Linked DNA regions of Gossypium arboreum: region 1 is linked to region 2. A link is a contact called in public Hi-C data. All regions are on one chromosome and are shown on one strand. The core of a region is the stretch at or near the end of the contact, and the rest is flanking DNA. Distances in the headings are between cores, read along the strand shown. Region 1 holds the start of LOC108465500 (shikimate kinase 1, chloroplastic-like). Region 2 holds the start of LOC108476799.

What was found. Hi-C and Micro-C count contacts between places; a contact is called where the count stands out from the background.
Region 1: a Hi-C map of leaf shows a contact between it and region 2, with 4 times the contacts expected there. The contact joins the promoter of LOC108465500 here to the promoter of LOC108476799 in region 2. A contact is called at or near these places in 3 of 5 Hi-C or Micro-C datasets (all in leaf).

Annotation. Positions count from the first base shown.
Region 1 is chr11:68,717,706-68,721,389 of ASM2569848v2, forward strand. LOC108465500 (shikimate kinase 1, chloroplastic-like) reads left to right here and starts at 2,063. Exons shown (of 11, transcript XM_053021917.1): 1 at 2,063-2,414; 2 at 2,559-2,798; 3 at 3,396-3,454. The coding sequence starts at 2,579.
Region 2 is chr11:67,977,942-67,981,965 of ASM2569848v2, forward strand. It overlaps LOC108476799, which reads right to left and starts at 1,982. Exons shown (of 7, transcript XM_017779133.2): 1 at 1,752-1,982; 2 at 1,329-1,418; 3 at 1,126-1,223; 4 at 156-460. The coding sequence starts at 1,844.

The DNA of each region.
Region 1 (3,684 bases), core at 813-3,312, 740 kb after region 2:
GTCAATAACCTTGTTCTTCCCCCGATCAAGGTCCGAACTTCGTTTTTCTTAATATATATAATAGAAATTTTAACTTATTTAATTATCACATTACTCAATGCTGTCCATAAATCAACTTATGACAAAATTACATTTTTTGCCCCTAAACTTTTACTTATTCACAATTTTAGTCTTTAGGCTCGTAAAATGAAATGTATACATTTTCTTTGTTACCCAAGTGTAGCCAAACCTAATTCATGCTCATAATAGCCCACATTTTTCATCAAATCACATTTCTGCTACTCATTTTTACAACTTTTACAAATAAGTCCTTTTTATGCATTTTTACTAAAAAATCACTTAGTAAAAGTTGTTTATCACACTTTAAACATACAATATCTTCCATCAAACATCAAAATACAAGCATGTCACACATGGGTAAATTTTTAAACATGAACCCTACTTCAAAATAATGGTAGAAATAGGTAAATCGGGTTACGAGGACTTAAAAAATGTAAAGAGCATTAAAAACAGGGCTAGGATGTATTTATAATCAAGCTTGAAAGTTGAAGAAACCCTAGCTATGGAGTTCTTATGAAATTCGGCCAAGGTAGAAGAAAGATGAGCAAATTTTGACTTGATTTTCCCTTTTTATTCTTTTATTTACCAAATGACCAAAATACCCTTAATGCCTTTCTTTAAAATTTTATCTCACCATGTCCATTTTTGTCCACTAACTTAACAAATGGTCTAATTATCATATAAGGACCTCTAATTTAAAATCTCATAGCAATTGGACATCTTTAGCATGTAGAACTCAACTTTTTCACTTTTTACAATTTAGTTCTTTTGGCTAAATTGAGTGCCCAAATGTCAAAATTTTCGAACAAGATTTTCATAGAATAGTTCCATAAAACTATAGACCATAAAAATATAATAAAAATGAATCTTTCTACGTCGGATTCGTGGTCTTGAAACCACTGTTCCGACTAACCCTAAAATCGGGCTGTTACACTCCACCTCTCTATGAACGCGTTGATGAGTTTCGAATCCAACTTGTGCCCCCGATCTATATTGGCCACGTGCCGAAAACCCACTTTTCTGAAGTAATTTTCTATCAACGGTGATGGAGGACCAGACATATTACGAATATAACATGTAACATCCGATTTACAGACTATTATAAAAATTATAAAAAAAATTAATTAAAATTACATAAATGAAAAAATATTAAATAATATTCAAAAATTGAAATTAACCCTTACTGTTTTCATTTGTTCGACGGAGATATGTTTATGATCTAGATGAATTAATTCCCCGGCTATTGCTAACACGATCAAATATCTTAGAAATTATAAAAAAAAGAATACTAATTTAGAAAAAAATTAAAGGAAATAGTTAAGTAAAGAGAGCTTTGAGAAATTTAAGGAGAAATTGGAGAGCTTTTTTGAGAATTTTGGAAGAAATGTTTGTGTAAAAAAATAGGAAGGGGTTTTATATATATATATATTTTTTTACTGTTGGACCCCCAACGATCAAAATTTTAAATGATTGTTTGGATGACCGTTAGGGGTAAAAAACACAGGCTAAAACACGCCCATAAGGGAGGACGCGTTTTCCTGACATGGCAAAAGCGCTCCCTAAAGGACGCGTTTTGCTGGAATTTTCCCTTAAAACACTTTTACGTAGACGTGCTTTTGTATTTTTAACCCATTCCGATAAATAATAAATAAAATGACCTATTTTTGTAAATAAAATAGGAAAATGCCTTTCTTAGGGTGAGTTTGGATGGGCGGTGCGTTTACCTGCGGTTAGTGTAAAAACAGCGGTGGCAGTGAGATTAGATACTGTAGCGATACTGTAGCATGAGATAAAAAGTAAGCTAAACGCACCGCACCGCCGCCCCAAACGAAGCCTTAGTAAAATGGTGATAATTTTTTTTATTTTGATTGTTATTTAAGTAAAAAAACATAAAAACATTTATATATAATATTGATTAAAATAAATTGTATTATTTATTTGTAGATTTCTGACCACAAAAACAGTAATTTATGAAATTAAAAACGTGGCAGCAGGAGAGTGAATAACAACTACCCCAAGAATGAGCGTACGAAAGCAACCCCTCACCTCACCTTCTTCCTCTGAATGCTTGCTACCAACCCCTCCTTGCCGGGGGGAATTGGTTGGTGGGAATGCCCTTGCTTCCACGTCATCATTGTTTCACTGTTTAAATATAATAGAGGTATATATAAAATTTGTATACAGTTTCCATACTCCAGTCGCCGCTTTAAAATGATCCCTGCCAGAAAGAGCAAACTGCATTTCTAAAGATATTACAGTAATAGATTATGATAAACGAGCCTTCTCTGCTTTAATACAAAGTCAGAGAGCAATATCCCTTCACGAATTTCATTTTATCTTTATTAATTAATCGAGGTAAGTTCATAAGTTTTGCTTGAAATTTCTGTTGTTAAAGTTTAATTAGCTTTATTATTAACTAATTTCTGCATAAATTTCTCTTGAATTAATTAGTAAAAGAAAAACTGAGAATTTTTATTTTTGAAAATTTTATTGAATCGGGGGCGGTTGAAAGCTGAAAATGGAGGCAGGAGTTGCATGCAAGTGGAATTATCCGACATGGATTGAGTCGGAAAGGTTTGGGAGAAAATCGACTGGTTCTTTGCGGTTCGGTCGGATAGCAAAGCAAGAACACAAGACCCGGGTGGTTGTTTCGGCCCGCTTTCCGGTTCAGACATCTTCCAATCGACATAGATCAGTTTCTTTGGAGGTTTCCTGCTCTTCCTATACGAACTTTTCAGGTGAAACAAAATTGATATGCCAATTTTATGACTGTTGTAATTTCGTTTATCATTTTTGTACAATTGATTCATTTATTAAAGTCCTCTCTCTTTCCAATCTTTTTAATGATATGTTGGATTGCGAAAATTTAAGGTAAAATTGGAATAAAAGAATAGCAACGTTTTAAAGGAAAATAGACAGGAAAGAAACTTTGGCTACTTTTGCACATAACACTATAAATTTACTATTGACCTGATAGTAAATTCCATTGTTTTTTGATGTGCGGATATGACGCGGGGTTTTATTAAATTTCCTAATATAACCATTTGTAATACTTGGAGCATAGATCAGAAATCATTTTGTCTATGCCTTCTGTCAAATGTCAGTCTCCTTTCATGTTCTCACTTTTCTGCTAAGTTGTACCATTTAATCTTGGTTGAATTTCATGTTGTTTTACCATAGGATGAAACTAGCATGTTTTGTTCATGTTGAGATTATCCAAAGTGAGAGCAGTACTACTCAGACCCTAGGTGGCTAAATTGTTCTTGAGAATTTAAAATTTTATCACACATATGATTGATCCCTATGTTGTTATGTTTTAAAATGTTATTTCGCAGCTTCAACAATGGAAACTGGAAGCATTCATGCACCTTTTGATGAAGCTTTAATGTTAAAGGTATGATAAAATTCCCTGTAATTATTTTAATCTTTGGTTTATAAAGTATGATATGGTGATTAGATACCTCCTTTTTTTTTTTTTAATCTCTTCCATTTAGTGTTTTGGCATCTATTTCCAGTGATATTTTAGTTTTTAGTTAAGGCCTCAAACACTGGAAAGAGAAGCTAACTTGTGCTGCATCTGAGATTTGTTCTGCTGCTGTATCTTACATTATGTGAATAAAATTT
Region 2 (4,024 bases), core at 732-3,231:
ATGAAACAGAAAGAATGAGACTGCAGTGTTTGCCACAGTGTAGAGAAGAACTTGGCTGTGATGTGATTATTAGCATCGACGACACTTAATTGTAGAACAGATTGTAGAGTTTAAGCTATCACATGCAATCATACATCATATAAGGGCAACCTCACCTGGTGTATCAGTATCAACCCCTCTTGTTTGTGCAATTAAAGACAAAGAATGCTTCACAGCACCCTCAGAATTCCGGTAGCTACTTGTCTTCTTGGGCTCAGAACTCAAGCTTGCCACTTCAGAAAATGCTCTACTCAAGTCCTCCAAATCCAAATCTTCATTATCCTCATCACTCAAATTCTCCCACCAGTTAGTTTTTGGAACAGAAACAAGAGATGAAGCTGAAGGAGCTTTATCCAGAGTAGCAGCGGAGGATGATTCCTTTGATTCATTTTCCACTTTCTGAATCCGAAGAGCTCGCCAACTATATAATTATATTTCATTAATTAAAGTATACATCTAAGTAGCCATTATTCTCATACTACAAGCACTGGTGTGTGATTGGCACAAGGTGCATTATAAGCACTAGTTAACTTTGCCTTAGGCGCAACGCACAAGGCAAAAAAAAGCACTAGCCTAAGAAAAGTAATGTGCAATATGTAAATGTGTGAACTTTTATATGTAATATAAAGCTTGAGATTTATAATAAACTCTAAAGTCTGGTCTAGTTTATCTACAAAACATGCATTTTTTTTATTGGTCAATATACTTGATTTCCTTATGGTCAATGTCTATTGTTGAATACTCAAATATTAAGAAGTATTAGAGTCTGGTACTATCCTCTTTTTACTAAGGCATATCTAACGAAAAAAAGTGAAAATTAAAAGAAATTAAGGATAACTTCAATTAGGAACGCTTTTTTAATGGCTATCGCCTTACAAAAATAGGTGCCTACGTGCAGTAGGTGTGCACCTGATTAAATGGACTTTTCCTGAAAGGGTCTAAGGCGATTTTGCTGTCCAGTGCCGCAGGCGCACCTAAGAACACGCCTTGACAACACTGACTAAAAGAGAACATAACACCTATGCAGTTAAAAGAATCATGTTTCAATGATAAACAAGGGTCAAACAGACAAATCAGAGAAACAACCTGAGAGAAGAGCTACCACAATTTGGTGCCACACAACCAAAAACAAGAAGTAGACGGTCTTCTACGTTCAAAGTTCCACTTGAAACTGGAGCATAAACCTTAACAGGAATTTAGCCAAATAATATAATTTATTGGATTCAAATGTTAAAAGTTTTGTCGACAATAACAGGAAGAAAATGCATTAGAGTTAGAATAAGAAAAACCTGAGCAACAAGACAGAGTTTACTTCCACATTGTGTGCAGTGAATAAGTGTAGGGTTGAACTTCAAAGCCTCTATAGGAAGAGGCCAATCCTGTTAAAAGAACAAAGTTGAAGGTATAGAAAAACATAACCCAGAAAAAAAAAAAACAAATGTCCTCTGCTAGGTTTAGCTGAGTAGATGTCTAAGGAAAAGGCTGAAGGCAAGTGAGGGAGCACAAAAGCTTTAAATATCCTCCGAACCCACACTAATTTAAGGATCAAAAGACGACCCAAAATCCGAACTACATTAACCCATGTGTTTGTAGATAGCCTTCTTCATGCTTTGCTTGAAAACCCACAAAGATTGATTTACTCAGCTGAAGGGCTTGAACTAGCAGAGGACATGAATACATATGAAGATGAAAAGAGGGAGAAGGAGAAATACAGGAAGTCCACCAATTTTGGTAGTGTAATGATCAGAGGGCTCACGGTTATCCTCAGCCCATGGCCCTGGCAAGCCTAGCACAACCCTACTCATCAAGCTTTCAAATAGCGATGTAAACTGATGCCTTCGAAAAAAAAAAAAAAGGTTTCTCCACAACCAAGTCAACAGAGAGGGAGAGAAAGTATGAGATGGGAGTGAGTCGGGAAATGTTAGAGATATATAAGTTTGGTTAAACTAAAAAAAATAGTGATTTATGCATTATTTAAATTAGACTTATTGGGTAAGTTACTCCTCCAGCGCACGTCCAGATTTTAAAAAAAAATTGGTAAAAATATTAAAGTTTGATAAAAAATTTAAAAAAATTAACTCTTTTTAAAATACAAGTTAGATTCGAGCTTGATTGTTTAAGGTTTAAATAAATTTGATCTATTTTTAAGATTATAATATTTTATATTATGTTATTTATAATGCATTAAAAATAAATTTATACTAAATATATAATATTACTTTAAACATTAAAATAATGTTAAGATGATTACATAAAAATTTTAATAAATAAAAAATATTAATATTAAAATAATATAATAGAAATATTTTTAAAATATAATATGGACGGACTTAAAATAGACTTGGGTTAATCTTTTAGAAATATGAGCGGGTTTGGGTAAAATTTTAGCAAAATTCTAGGCCCATATTTCGGGCTGGGCCAAGCTTGGACAAGTATAAAGTATATTAATATCATGCTTAGATCCAACCTAAATCTGACCCGATTCGACCCATGAACACATCTAGTTTAAACTAAGTTTTGGTCACCAAAATTTAATTTCAGTAACATTATCGATTTGTAACATTTTAATTATTATGTTGTTATTTGATATTAAAGATGTGATGGAAGTATCATATGACAAATAGTATCACTAAATGCCAACATGTTTTCCACGTGTAACACGCCATGCTCGACCCGTTTGTCGGATCCGGGTATGGAGCGTCACAAATGGACCTATGCTTAATAATTGCTAGCTTAACTGCTATAAAACAGTCTAAATTAAAATTATAAAATTTAAAAATAATAGTTCTTATAACTAAGGCCTTAAGCCACCAAATGCTTAGTCTCTTATATTCTTATCTCTAATATGATTTTTTATTTACAATGGCCATTTTACAAATCTTAAACCTTAACTAAGGACTATGTGTCCTAAAATCCAGATTCTAATTGTGCTATCGGGCTTCATCGTTAATAATCCTATGGGGAAGCCTCCAATTGTATCCTTTTCCTATGTGCATGACTCGATCCAACAATGATCCTTGATCTTCACTTTACCTGGTTTAGTTCCTCCTCTGAGTCCTCGATCACCCTCACAAGTCCTGCGAACATTAGTTAACTTCGTAAGTTCGATTGAACTTAGTGAGTTCCTATACCGATCATGATTAACCCTATCACAGAAGGGTAAACAATCGTAAAATAAATTAAATATAAATTTACTCCCTGTTCACTTATGACAAGTTTACCTTGTTAGGGTGGCGGGCTCCATCCAATCCTTCGAGCTACTTGGCTTGCTATGAAACCTTCCTCTAGTCGAATTCTTTGCTCGACTGTATCCCTGACACTTCGATATCTCGACAAATTCATTCCTTACTTCTCATATTTCTTTCCTTACTCTTTCCCCCTCACACGAGTGTTCATTGATATTAAATTGACCTGGTTGTTCGTCGGTTTCCTATGATCAACCCCTTTGGTATCCTTTTCAACTATCCATCCAAAGATTCTTAGGACATTCCTTCCTTAGCAGACTTGTTCGTACCAATACTTAGTGGCTTTCTATGGTTTGACTAATCCTTAGCAAACTCTTTCTTTTCATACCTAGTCCAGAAGAACTCATCAACTTTTTTATATGGTGCTGACCTTCAGCAAGACTCACCACTTTGGCGAACCCATCCTCATTCCGCCTTATTGTTTAGAGCAAGGGGATTACTTTCAAAAATCCACTTCTCGTACCAGACCTTTCTTGGGTATTTTTCTACCCATAAGTGAAAGGCGATCTAACTTGCGAAACTAACAAGTTGTTGCCCCTATAACTATATGAGCTTGTCATCTCACTTCTCTCATACCCCTTCATTGCAGCCTATTTGGTGGCTCATGATTGTGAATCCTATCTTGTGATCCTTGGATAATCTCATGTCTTACATTTCTATAACAAGGTCAGCTCTCGCCCAGCCTATCTTCTTTAAATTCTCCTTGGGTCTTTGTCCATGCCTCATTCCACATTTGGCTT